Regions from separate parts of the Canis lupus genome. Here region 2 is linked to region 1. Evidence: chromatin contacts called from public Hi-C data. All regions are on one chromosome and are shown on one strand. Each heading gives the region's core, a stretch centred on a gene start, on an enhancer-like site or on the middle of the called end of the contact. The rest is flanking DNA. Distances are from core to core; before and after follow the strand shown.

Region 1 (5,507 bases), core at 1,809-4,308:
CTGCAGCAAAGGGCAGTTATTTCTCAGGGAAAAAATTGAAAGTGACCAGATGAGGCACAGCAAAAGAGTTCACCAGAAGCTACCTAGGCCAAGAATCTTTAGATGCTTGCTGCCACTGGAGAATCCATGCTAAAATGTTTGCGATTTTGCAGTAGGACCAAGGAATTGATATGCCTAAACATTACACAACAAAAAACAGCTTTACTTAACCTTCCAGAGAAGAATGAGGTCAAGTACCCCTGCCACTCTTGTTTTTCTTTTAAAGTGTGTAAATCTGAATTATCGGAAATCAAATAAGCAAATGCTGTCCCATAATACGATTAGGGATATTCATGTAAACAATCTGAAGATCATTACCTCCTCTTCTACTGAGGTTTACGTAAATACACAGTACTTTTCATTTGTGATTCTCCAATACGTTTTGGTAGGGAAGCATGCAAACCTAGTTTATCTATTAGTTTTGGGGAATAATGGCAAAGTCCATTCCTAACTCCAGGAGCAGTACAATCCAATCCTTTTCTAAGAGAGAGGAAATATGGGAATATTTGAGACCAACACCAGAACTCAAATAACTGCAATATCTGGGTATACTTTATTTCTCCTCTGGACAACTAATTATTTAATGAGATCTCCTTTTCCAATAGACAGTTTTATAAAGCTCATTAGTTCCTAAGAAAAGCATTATGTGTGTGACCACTGTGTTTCAACACACTACTCAGTTCTTCAGAGACTTCACAACAGTTCTGCAAGGGTTGGTTGCTTTATCCTTTTCTTTCTTTTTTTTAAAGATTATTATTTTTTCAAGACTATTTATTTATTCGTAGAGACACACACACACACACACAGAGAGAGAGAGAGGCAGAGACATAGGCAGAGGGAGAAGCAGGCTCTATGCAGGGAGCCCGACGTGGGACTCGATCCTGGGTCTCCAGGATCACGTCCTGGGCTGAAGGCGGCGCTAAATCACTGAGCCACCCGGGCTGCCCTCTTTCTTTCACTTATTTATATATGTATGTTTAAAAGATTTTATTTATTTATTTATGAGAGGCAGAGAGAGAAGCAAGCTCCATGCAGGAAGCCTGATATGGGACTCGATCCAGGGACTCCAGGATCATTCCCTGAGCCAAAGGCATATGCTCAACCTCTGAGCCAGCCAGGTGTCCCTCTTTTTTTTTTTTTTTTTTTTAAACTGAAGAAACTTAGGCTCACAGATGCTGGAACATTCTAAGCCACACAGCTAGGGACGGACAGAAAGGAGGAAGGTCTGAGTCCTAAGCGTATAGGCCTTCCACCTGCCAGCGCATCCCAAACAAGAATCACCTGAGAGCACTTAAGGAAGATACAAAATGCAGGCTCACAGGGACCTGGAAACGTGCATTTTTAAAAAACAAGCCGTGCTCCCTTCACCCTCTCGGTCAACAGGAACGCTTATTAGCAAAAGAGAACTTCACGACCCAGCCGGGAGATCTGAACCTGTTCCATCTTCACCAAGGGACCCCAGTGTCCTCAAGAACTTACTCCTCTGGTCAAACCATCACTCCCACTAAGGTCCCCAGAAGTTCAGATCTTGCAATCTTCTTCTGTCCCTTCTTCAACCAACGAATCCTGCCATTCTTTTCCTTCCCTGTATAATAATTCATTTCCTGGCTGGGACCGGGCTCTAACCACCAGACTTCCAGCCGGGCCCCGGAACTCCCAACAGCCTCCAGCCCTTCTGGCTCCTTCCCTAGCCCCTCGGCTTGGGGCTGCTATCATCCCAACCCTGCCTCTTCCGTCGGTCACGTTGTTTCCTCCGCTTGGAAGGACCTCTTTCCTCTCCGGGCCCTCCCCAGAGCTCGGGGGGAACTCCTACTCCAGCCCGAGCGCCTCCGCCTGCAGCCGCCCCCGCCGCCCACCACCGCGCTCCGGGACGGAGCCCGGCCTCGCAGCCCAGAAGCGAGCGCGGTCCTCGGGGCCGCGGCCCCCGCCCCCGCCCCCGCCCCGCTGGCCTCCCCACCCGCCACCTGGCCCCGCGGCGGCCGCTCGGGAAGCCCTCGGCACTTCCCAGAATAGGGAGCAGCTGCCAACGTCAGGCTGCCGCCGGCGCGGGGTTCCGGGCGCACGGGGCGCGGGCGGAGCGGACGGGACTCGGCTCCGGCCTTCCGTCTCCCGCGACGGGCCGGGAAACTGAGGCCCGGGCCGGCGGCAACTTGCCCGGGCTGCGCCGTGCGCGAGGGCCCAGGCGTCCCGACCGCCGTCCGCGAGCCTCGACCGCACGCGCCGCGGGGTCGCCCCGGGGAGCCGGGCGGGGAGCGGGGCTCCGAGCGAGCGCTGCGCCCGGGACCGCGCAGGGCGCCGGCCGCGGCCAACTCGCCGCCGAAGTTGCCTCCCAGCCCGCCCTCGCCTCTCACCTCCGAGACACACCTTCCCCGGCCGCGGCGGCCGCGCTCTCACATCCGGTCCACCTTGCGCACACCCCTCTCCGCGCTCTCCCACGGCCCCGCGCCCCCTCGCGCACTCCCACCCGCGCCCCGGGCGCGCCTTCCCCGCCCCGCCGCACGCCCGGCCTCCGCGCCGCGCCCGCCGGGGCTCCGGGCTCCGGGCTTCGGGCTCCGGGCGCCCCGGCCCCGGGCCGCGACCCGCTTCCGCCCGCCCGGCGGGAGGCAGAGCCCGGGGAGCCGCGCGGGGGGCTCGGGGCTCGGCGGCGCGGCGCGGGGCGGGGAGGGGGCGCTCGCTCGCTCACTCTCGGCGGCGCACACGCCCGTACAAACTCTCACACACACACACACACACGCGGGGTGCGCTGCCGCCGCCCGCCGCTGCTCCTCCTCCCGCCACCGCCTTGAGAGCGAGCGAGAGGGAGGCAGAGAGAGCGCTTTGTCCGCGCGCCGCCGCCCGGCCCGGGACTCTGCCCCGAGGAGGCAGCCGCGCCGAGTCCCCGCCTCCGCCTCTGCCCCCGGGCGGGCCGGGCCGGCCGCGGTGGGGGGAGCCAGGCTGAGGGTGGGGGTGGGTGGCGGGCGGGCGGGCGGAGGGCGGGGAGGGGGGGCGGAGGAGGAGGAGGAGGAGGAGGAGGAGGAGGAGGAGGAGGAGGAGGAGGAGAGACGAGGGCAGCGGAGGAGGCGAGGAGCGCCGGGTACCGGGCCGGGGGAGCCGCGGGCTCTCGGGGAAGAGACGGATGATGAACAAGCTTTACATCGGGAACCTGAGCCCCGCCGTCACCGCCGACGACCTCCGGCAGCTCTTCGGGGACAGGAAGCTGCCCCTGGCGGGACAGGTCCTGCTCAAGTCCGGCTACGCCTTCGTGGACTACCCCGACCAGAACTGGGCCATCCGCGCCATCGAGACCCTCTCGGGTGAGCAGTCGCCGCCGCCCCCTCCCCCCGCCTCGCCCAGCTCGGGCCGGGACGGCGCCCGGAGGGAGGCCGAGCCTGCGGGCGGCGCCCGGCGGGGGCTCCCGCGCCCGCACGCTCACTTCCCCGCACCAGACCCTCAACTCTCGGCGCCGGCCCGCTCCCCTCCCCCCGCCGCGCCGGACCCCCCCCGCCCCGCGCGCTCCCGGCCGCAGCCCCGGGGCGACCCCCGTGCCGCTGCGAGGGTGCCCGGGGCTCGCCCGCGCTCTGGGGGCGCCCCCCTCCCGCAGGCTGCCCGCGCCGCTCTCCGGAGTTTCCCCACCCCCATCCCCGGAGAGCCCCCCGTGCCCGCTGTCCCCTGACCTTGCCGCCCCCCCTTTGTCAGGGACCCCCCCCGCCCCGCACAGCCCGCGTGCCCGGACCTCTCGCCCCCCGCGCCCCCGGAGCCGCGCGCCCCTCGCTGGCCCCCTCCCCACCGCGCCCCGCGGCCCCCCACTTTCGGAGCCCCCTCGGCGCCGCCCTGACGGTCCCCTCCGGGGTCTCGGTGCCCCCCCCGCCCCCCAGCCCCGGCCCCTGCACGACGGCGCCCGCTCTCGGTCCCTCTCCCGAGCCGCCGTCCCCTCTCGCTCGTCTCTCAAGCGCTCCTATTTTTCTCTGAATTTTTTGTCCGATTTTATTGAGAAGAACTCGGGGCTGGGGGCTTTCCGCCGCCGGCCCCCCCGCCTCCCGCTCGGCCAGAAGCACCTTTCTACGAGGTGCCCTGTCTCAACTCGGTGGGGGCCCCGGGCTGAGAACCGGGAAAGAGGCGACCGGGGGGCCCGCGAGAGCGCCGGAGCCCAGACGGGAGACGGAGAGCGACACACACACACTGGCGCGCGCGCGCACTCCCCAACTCGCCCTCTCGCACACGCACCGCTCGGAGCCGCGCTCGCCGCCCGCCCGCCGGAGCCCGCGCCCCCCGAGCCCCCCGCGCCCCGGCCGGCCCGAGCCCCCGGCCCACCGGCGCGCGGGGGGGGGGCGGGGCGGCCGCCAGGCCAAGGTGACACCCCGGAGCCGGCCGGGACCGGGCGCCCGCGGCGGCGGCCCCCGGGGGGGAGGCGGGGTGGGGGCGGGGCGGGGGGGCTCCGGTGCGCCTCGTCGGGGCCGCGGGGTGGGGAGGGCGGGGAGGGGGGCGCAGCGGAGCCTCCGGGGCCCGGGTCAGCGGCTTGGAGAGGTGGGGGCCGGGCGAGCAGCGGGGCCGCGCCAGCCCTGCAGCTTGAGTTTCAAATGAGCTCATCCTTTCAAATTGGCGCCGCTCTTTATTAAATTTGTTTTTCCGGTAATGCCACCCACAGCTATACCTGGGGTCGGATCCGGGCTCGCGCCCTTCCCACCTCGTCCAAAGAGTCGGGGCGCCCACCTTGCTTCCCACCGGGAGCCAAGTTTGCCCAGCTCGAGGCGGGGAGGAGACCCCTGGAGGGCGCCCGAAGGCGGAGCCCGAGCGTGCAGTTCTGTGCGTGCCCCTCCTAGACCCCCGCCGCTTTGATCTAAGGAAGGTTCTGAGTGCTTTAATTTCTGTTTTAAAGGTAAAGTGGAATTGCATGGGAAAATCATGGAAGTTGATTACTCAGTCTCTAAAAAGCTCAGGTAAATATATTTTGCTTAGTTATTTCGTGATAGGGCTTACGTGTAAATACAGAAATACGCTCCGTTTTTTTTTTTTTTTAATGTGCTTTTGTGGTTTTAAAAAGGGAGGCTTTTGTTTGTTTTGTTAGTGGAGATAACATAGTCTAGAAAGTTACATTTTTTTTTTTTACTTTCATTATATAAGGTGTTTACTGTACTTTGGAAAATATCTGGTGCCTTATTGGGGGTGAGGGGTGGCGAACCCTAGCTGTGTGAAATTCGCTGGGACCGTTAAACTTGTTTATCAAAACTTGCCTCCCACCCCCCACCCCCCCACTCCCAGCCCTACCCCCCCCAGCACAGTGGCAACAAATGCTTGTCAAGACTTCCTGTGAGATGTTAAGAGTAAATATTTACTTTGTCAACTAAATTGCTTAACTAAACTTCGCGATTAATTAGTTTTCTTTTTCAGATAGCTTAGCGTTGAATAATAAAATAATTCAGTAAGGGGTCAGTATTTTGCATAGCACTCTAAAGAAGTAGGTTGTTTGCATTGGGTGGTAGTTAAAAAGC
Region 2 (5,569 bases), core at 2,136-4,635, 130 kb before region 1:
ATTTTTAAATTACATCACATTGACAAGCATCTAGGTGTTAAAAAGGAGGAAAGAAATTTAATTTCTTCTTCTCGGGGAGGCTACCAGAAAGTTCAAAACTGGTACAGCTTGGCCAATAAAAGAACTAGAAATTAATAAGAGCATAAAAACACCAGGGATCATTGCAAAATTCAAAACAATTATTGGGGGAAAGTGTACTAGAATTTCATCTTTATAAACTATAACTCCAGGTCCAAGGTAATGGTTTGAAGAGTTTTATCACTTTTTTTTTTTTTTTTTTTAATGATAGTCACACAGAGAGAGAGAGAGGCGCAGAGACATAGGCAGAGGGAGAAGCAGGCTCCATGCACCGGGAGCCCGACGTGGGATTCGATCCCGGGTCTCCAGGATCGCGCCCTGGGCCAAAGGCAGGTGCTAAACCGCTGCGCCACCCAGGGATCCCACTATTTTTTCTTATTAGAATTTGAAATAAAGTGCTTAAAGCTGTAAAAACTCCACAAACACTAATTCAATTTTTAAGATAATTGGAAAATTCCTTAGATAATTGATCTGATGAGGCCCTGATATAGGTAAGGGGCATGGAAAAGAAAAGAAAAAATTTTTATTATACAGAAAGAATTGATGAGCTATGTTAACTAAATAAGGAGGGGAGAAGTTTTAGCAGAGACATTTAGATAGCCAAGGGAAAAAAGAAGGAAAAAAAAAAGAGAAAAAATAAATAAAAAAAAATAGATAGCCAAGGAAGAGATTATTAAAATGATTATTTTAATTTTTGGACATGTTAATTTTTATAAGCCTCTGAAGTATCCAGGTAAAAATTCAGGCAGGCAACTGGAATTTAAGCACAAAACTGAGGAGGGTGTTCAGATGTGTGAATATAAAGCTGGAAGCCAGCAGCATGTAAGTCGCTGATTAAAACCATGAAAGCAGTGGAGGATGGCTCTGGAGAGTATGTAAAGAAAAAAAAATAGGACAATTGTCACCTTGAGTCATCACCAAACCTCTGGGTCAAAGGTGCCTTAAATACTGATGCTGAAACAAGTAAGACTCAAATTGCCAATTCTTACGACTCAGTAATAAAAAGACTGATAACTCAGCTAAAAAATGGGCAAGGTGGGATCCCTGGGTGGCACAGCGGTTTGGCGCCTGCCTTTGGCCCAGGGCGCGATCCTGGAGACCCGGGATCGAATCCCACGTCGGGCTCCCGGTGCATCGACCCTGCTTCTCCCTCTGCCTGTGTCTCTGCCTCTCTCTCTCTCTCTCTCTCTCTCTCTCTCTCTGTGACTATCCTAAATAAATAAATAAAATATTTAAAAAAATGGGCAAGGTATGTGAATAGACATTTCTCCAGGGAAGATCTACACATGATCAATAAACACATGAAAAGATGTTCAACATCATTATTAGGGAAATACAAATCAAACCCTCAATGAGATACCATTTCACACTTGTTAGAGTGTCTAGGATTATTATTATTTTTTAAGATTTAAAAAATTTACTTATTCATGAAAGACACAGAGAGAGGCAGAGACATAGGCAGATGGAGAAGCAGGCTAACCCCTGGGGATTGATCCCAGGAGCCTTGACCCCAGGACCCCAGGATCACTACCTAAGCTGGAGACAGATGATCAACCACTTAGCCACCCAGATACCGCAGTGGCTGGAATTAAAAGCTCCTCAAAATGTTAAACATAGAATTAGGATACAACTCAGCAATCCACCCCTAGGTATATTCCCAAAATAATTGAAAATGTATGTTCGACAAAACATCATAGCTGCTGTGATTACTCATAATGGTTAAAAAATGGAAAGTGCACTTTTGGGTACAAAAGTCTATCAACCAATGAATGAATAAATAAAATGTGATATATCTATATAATAAAATATTATTCACTAATTAAAAAGAATGAAATACTGATACATGCTACAGCATGCACAAGCCTTAAAAACACTACATTAAGAAGCTAATCACAAGGGACTTCATATTAAATATTTCTGTTTATATGATATGTTCAGAATAAAAACTATAGAGACAAAGTAAACTTCAGATTCCTTAGAGCTGGCAGGGTTGCAGGAGGGTGGAGAGGGAGATGTACAATGACTATGAATGAGTACAGGTTTCTTCTTAGGGGTGATGAAACTGTTCTAAAATTGCTGTGATGCCTGCACAGTTCTATATGTACAATAAAAACCATTTGAATTATTCACTTTACTTTTTAAAGATGTATTTATTTGAGAGAGAGCGAGCACGGGGCAGGAGGGGGGAGGTGTGGAGTAAAGAGCAGAGCGAGAGGGAGAAGCAGACTCCCACTGAGCAGGGAGCCCCATGCTGGGCTGGATCCCAGGACCCTGGGATCATGGCCTGAGCCAAAGGCAGATGCTTAACACTGAGCCAGTCAGATGTCCCTAAATTAGTCACTTTAAATGGGAGCATGGCATGGTATGTAATCATCTTAATAAAGCTGCTTAAAAAAATCAAATGGTCCTTTACAGGTACCAAAAGTACCAAACCAGCCAGGTTATCATACTTCCTTTTTAATGGGTGATGGGTACATAGGATAAGGTCTGGATAGTACTGTGTTTATAAAAAAAAAAAAAAAAAAAGTATAAGTGAACAAGAGCAGTTGAAACCGAGGCTGTTCAAGAACTGTCTATCACGCCATTGGGTAAGAGAAGAGCAGCCCGGGTGGCCCAGCGGTTTAGCGCCATCTTCAACCCAGGACCTGATCCTGGAGACCCGGGTCGAGTCCCACGTCGGGCTCCCTATACGGAGCCCGCCTCTCCCTCTGCCTGTCCCTCTCTAACAAATAAATAAAATCTTAAAAAAAAAATTAATCTTCCCTCCAGTGACATCATTGCAGTAGGCACTTCTGGCGCTTAAAATCATAGTTTACACCCGTGTTTAACGGTTCTTCCTTTCTGGACCACTAACTTCTTTCAGAATAGAGATTGTGTCTGATGTCAGCACCTGGAGATCTGAGAGTGCTTCACCATTTAATAGGTGCTCAAATGAAGGTTTTTTTCAGGAAGGATGCATCCACAACTGAAGCTAAATAAGTGCAAGGCGGTAAACCATGGGTCGCAGTAGAAGGACATGGGGTCTCTCCAACCAAAAGGCGGCACAAAAACTAATAAGCACAAGAAAGGAATCAAGGATGGGAAAAAAGGGCATCTCCTCCTTCCCACCGCCGCGACGCTTTCCCTGGAAAGTTCCAGAAGAGATGAGGGCGTGGCCGGTGACATCACCACGCCCCTCGGCGACCACCAACCGCAGGCGCAGGCCGTCCAGCACGCTTACTTTCCCGCCTCGCTGAGACCCAGAGATGGTGGGTGGGGCTGGGCGGGCTGCGAGGCTTACGTCACGTCCGGTTCCGGACGCGCCGCCGCTAGAAAGGGAAGACCGAGCGCCGAGGGGCGGGGCCAAGAAAGCGCGCGTTCTGAAAGGGGAGGAGCCGGCTTAAGGAGCGCCGCGTCACGTCCGGCAGACTTAGAGCCCGTGCGGAGGCGGTGCGGAGCGCTTCGGTACTCGGCGGCTCGGGAGCCCGTGCGTTCTGTGAGGCTGCGGCGGAGCCTCTATACAGAAGGCGCCAGAGGTTGGCAGCTTCGATTGAAGCCCGTCGAGCGGCGACAGCAGCTAGGAGTCATGAGCGACAGCGGCGAGCAGAACTACGGCGAGCGGGTACGTAGAGGTGGTGCAGGGGGCGGCCGTGTGGTTCCAGCTTGCATCTCTTCCCAGGCCCGTCGGCCTCGGCTCCGGAGACGGGCGATTTAGACTCCGAAGTCTGAGTCTTGGAAGCACAGGAGTGGGGTTTTAAAAGCCCTTGCGAATAGTGTCGTTAGTCACGAAGTAGGCCACTGGCGGGTTTGTGTGGCCCGCAAGTCGAGACGGCGGTTTTTTTCCGTTAGAAGAGGGGAGAAAGATTAAAAATGGCCGCTGCGTCCCCTTGGTGTTGGGGGAGGGGAGCGGTATCTCATTTCGCCGTTGCTCTCCTGCGAAGCCTCGCTGCCGCCATCTTGGGCCGGCTGGCCGGGCGCGCTGCCAGAGGCACAAAATGGCGGAGCAGCCGCGCGTCAAGGCGGGCCCGCGCCTCACAGACCGAGCGGGGGGAGGAAGGCAGCGTTCTCTGGGAGGGTTGGCCCATCGTTTAGCTTTAGAATCGTTTTGTGGACCCCGAAAAGACGGAGTCTGGGGTGTTCTTGGGGCTTTTTTACGTCGGGGAAACTAATCCGAGGTAGACAAGTTCTGGGCCCGTTAGAGGGGGTTTCGCGCGGGCTTTTTGTCTGGCCTAAAGGGAGTGCTTTTTTCCGATATCGAAAGTGTTTTCTTTCAAAGGAAAAAATCGTTATCGGTATCCGATGGACGACACCCTGAGGCTACAGAGGTTTTCTTGTTTTATGGAGCAGATATTTATTTTCTAGGGGACTGTGTAGAAGAAACTGACGGGCAACCATGTATGGCGCCGTTATTTCCTTTGTTTTGAGGCATTCTACTTCTGTGAGCCACAGCTTATGTTGGTACACTTTGACTTTGCCTCCACTTAACCCAAATGTTGAGTTCGGTAGTGGTTTGATTAGATTGCGGGAATAAGACCGCTTCCGGGCTTAAAAAGCGTGTAGTAAATAAAGCGTGGTTGCAGGCCTTGGGTATTCATGAAGATGCAAAAATACACAAAGCTTGTCAATCTCGGGCATTCGGAGGATATGGAGAATTTCTTCGAGTGAGATTAATGAAAAGCACCAGAGAACATGATTTTTTTTTAACTTGGTAAGGATAAAGAAGTTGGGTGCTTTGACAGTTGACTTAAGTTTTGCCTTCTAGTGCCATCCTAAGATCTCAATAGCGGTCGTCAGGTAAATCTATTCAAATACACTAGCAAACTTCTATGAAACCGATTTGGGGCCCTTCATTAAGAGGGCATTTTTTAAAAACTTCCTGTCTTAGGCCCTGAAACTTTGTAAAATTTACTGTGTAATTTTGGAACCAAATCTGATTTAACTTGAGTAATGAGGCTTCACCTATTCAGAGAATACTGGCTTTTTACATTTTCCTTTAAGACGGTTGGTTGCACCAACATCAGTGCCTGTACGAGTATTTTTAAGCTCTTGCTGTCCACCGTAAGAAAGTTTGGACCCAACCTACAAATTGTTAAGCAGTGATTGCTGATTCTACCAGTTGACTATATACCGTTGAATCTAGTCATCGGTGTTTGGAACGGGGGAAGCAAATGATAACTTTTAAGTCTTCGGTTTTCTTAAACAATTACTGAGTACTTTTTTGCGCTGCGAAGAGAATACAAAATGGCCGGTTTCTGAGAAGCGCTCTTAGTTGAATATACCTGAATAAGTTACTTGGAATGGTGTGCTTGTGAAAACGAACATTGCCCCAAAATAAATTGTCGTATTTTACATAAGGGAGGAAATTGCTGAAGGTAGGTTCCTGGCTTGAAACAGCTCTGGGTTGCCATCCTAATAATTTGACATTTTTTGATTTTTTTTTTCTGGTTAAAAATATAAATCCTTGTTTTTTCCACAACTTTGTTTACATAGGTTAGGTATTCGCTAAATTCTT

Evidence for each region. Hi-C and Micro-C count contacts between places; a contact is called where the count stands out from the background.
Region 2: a Hi-C map of tumor fibroblasts shows a contact between it and region 1, with 4 times the contacts expected there. The contact joins the promoter of TRA2B here to the promoter of IGF2BP2 in region 1. A contact is called at or near these places in 2 of 9 Hi-C or Micro-C datasets (amygdala and tumor fibroblasts).

Annotation. Positions count from the first base shown.
Region 1 is chr34:18,692,440-18,697,946 of UU_Cfam_GSD_1.0, reverse strand. IGF2BP2 (insulin-like growth factor 2 mRNA-binding protein 2) reads left to right here and starts at 3,058. Exons shown (of 15, transcript XM_038583625.1): 1 at 3,058-3,332; 2 at 4,895-4,955. The coding sequence starts at 3,155.
Region 2 is chr34:18,825,288-18,830,856 of UU_Cfam_GSD_1.0, reverse strand. It overlaps TRA2B (transformer-2 protein homolog beta), which reads left to right and starts at 3,385. Exons shown (of 9, transcript XM_038583629.1): 1 at 3,385-3,679. The coding sequence starts at 3,644.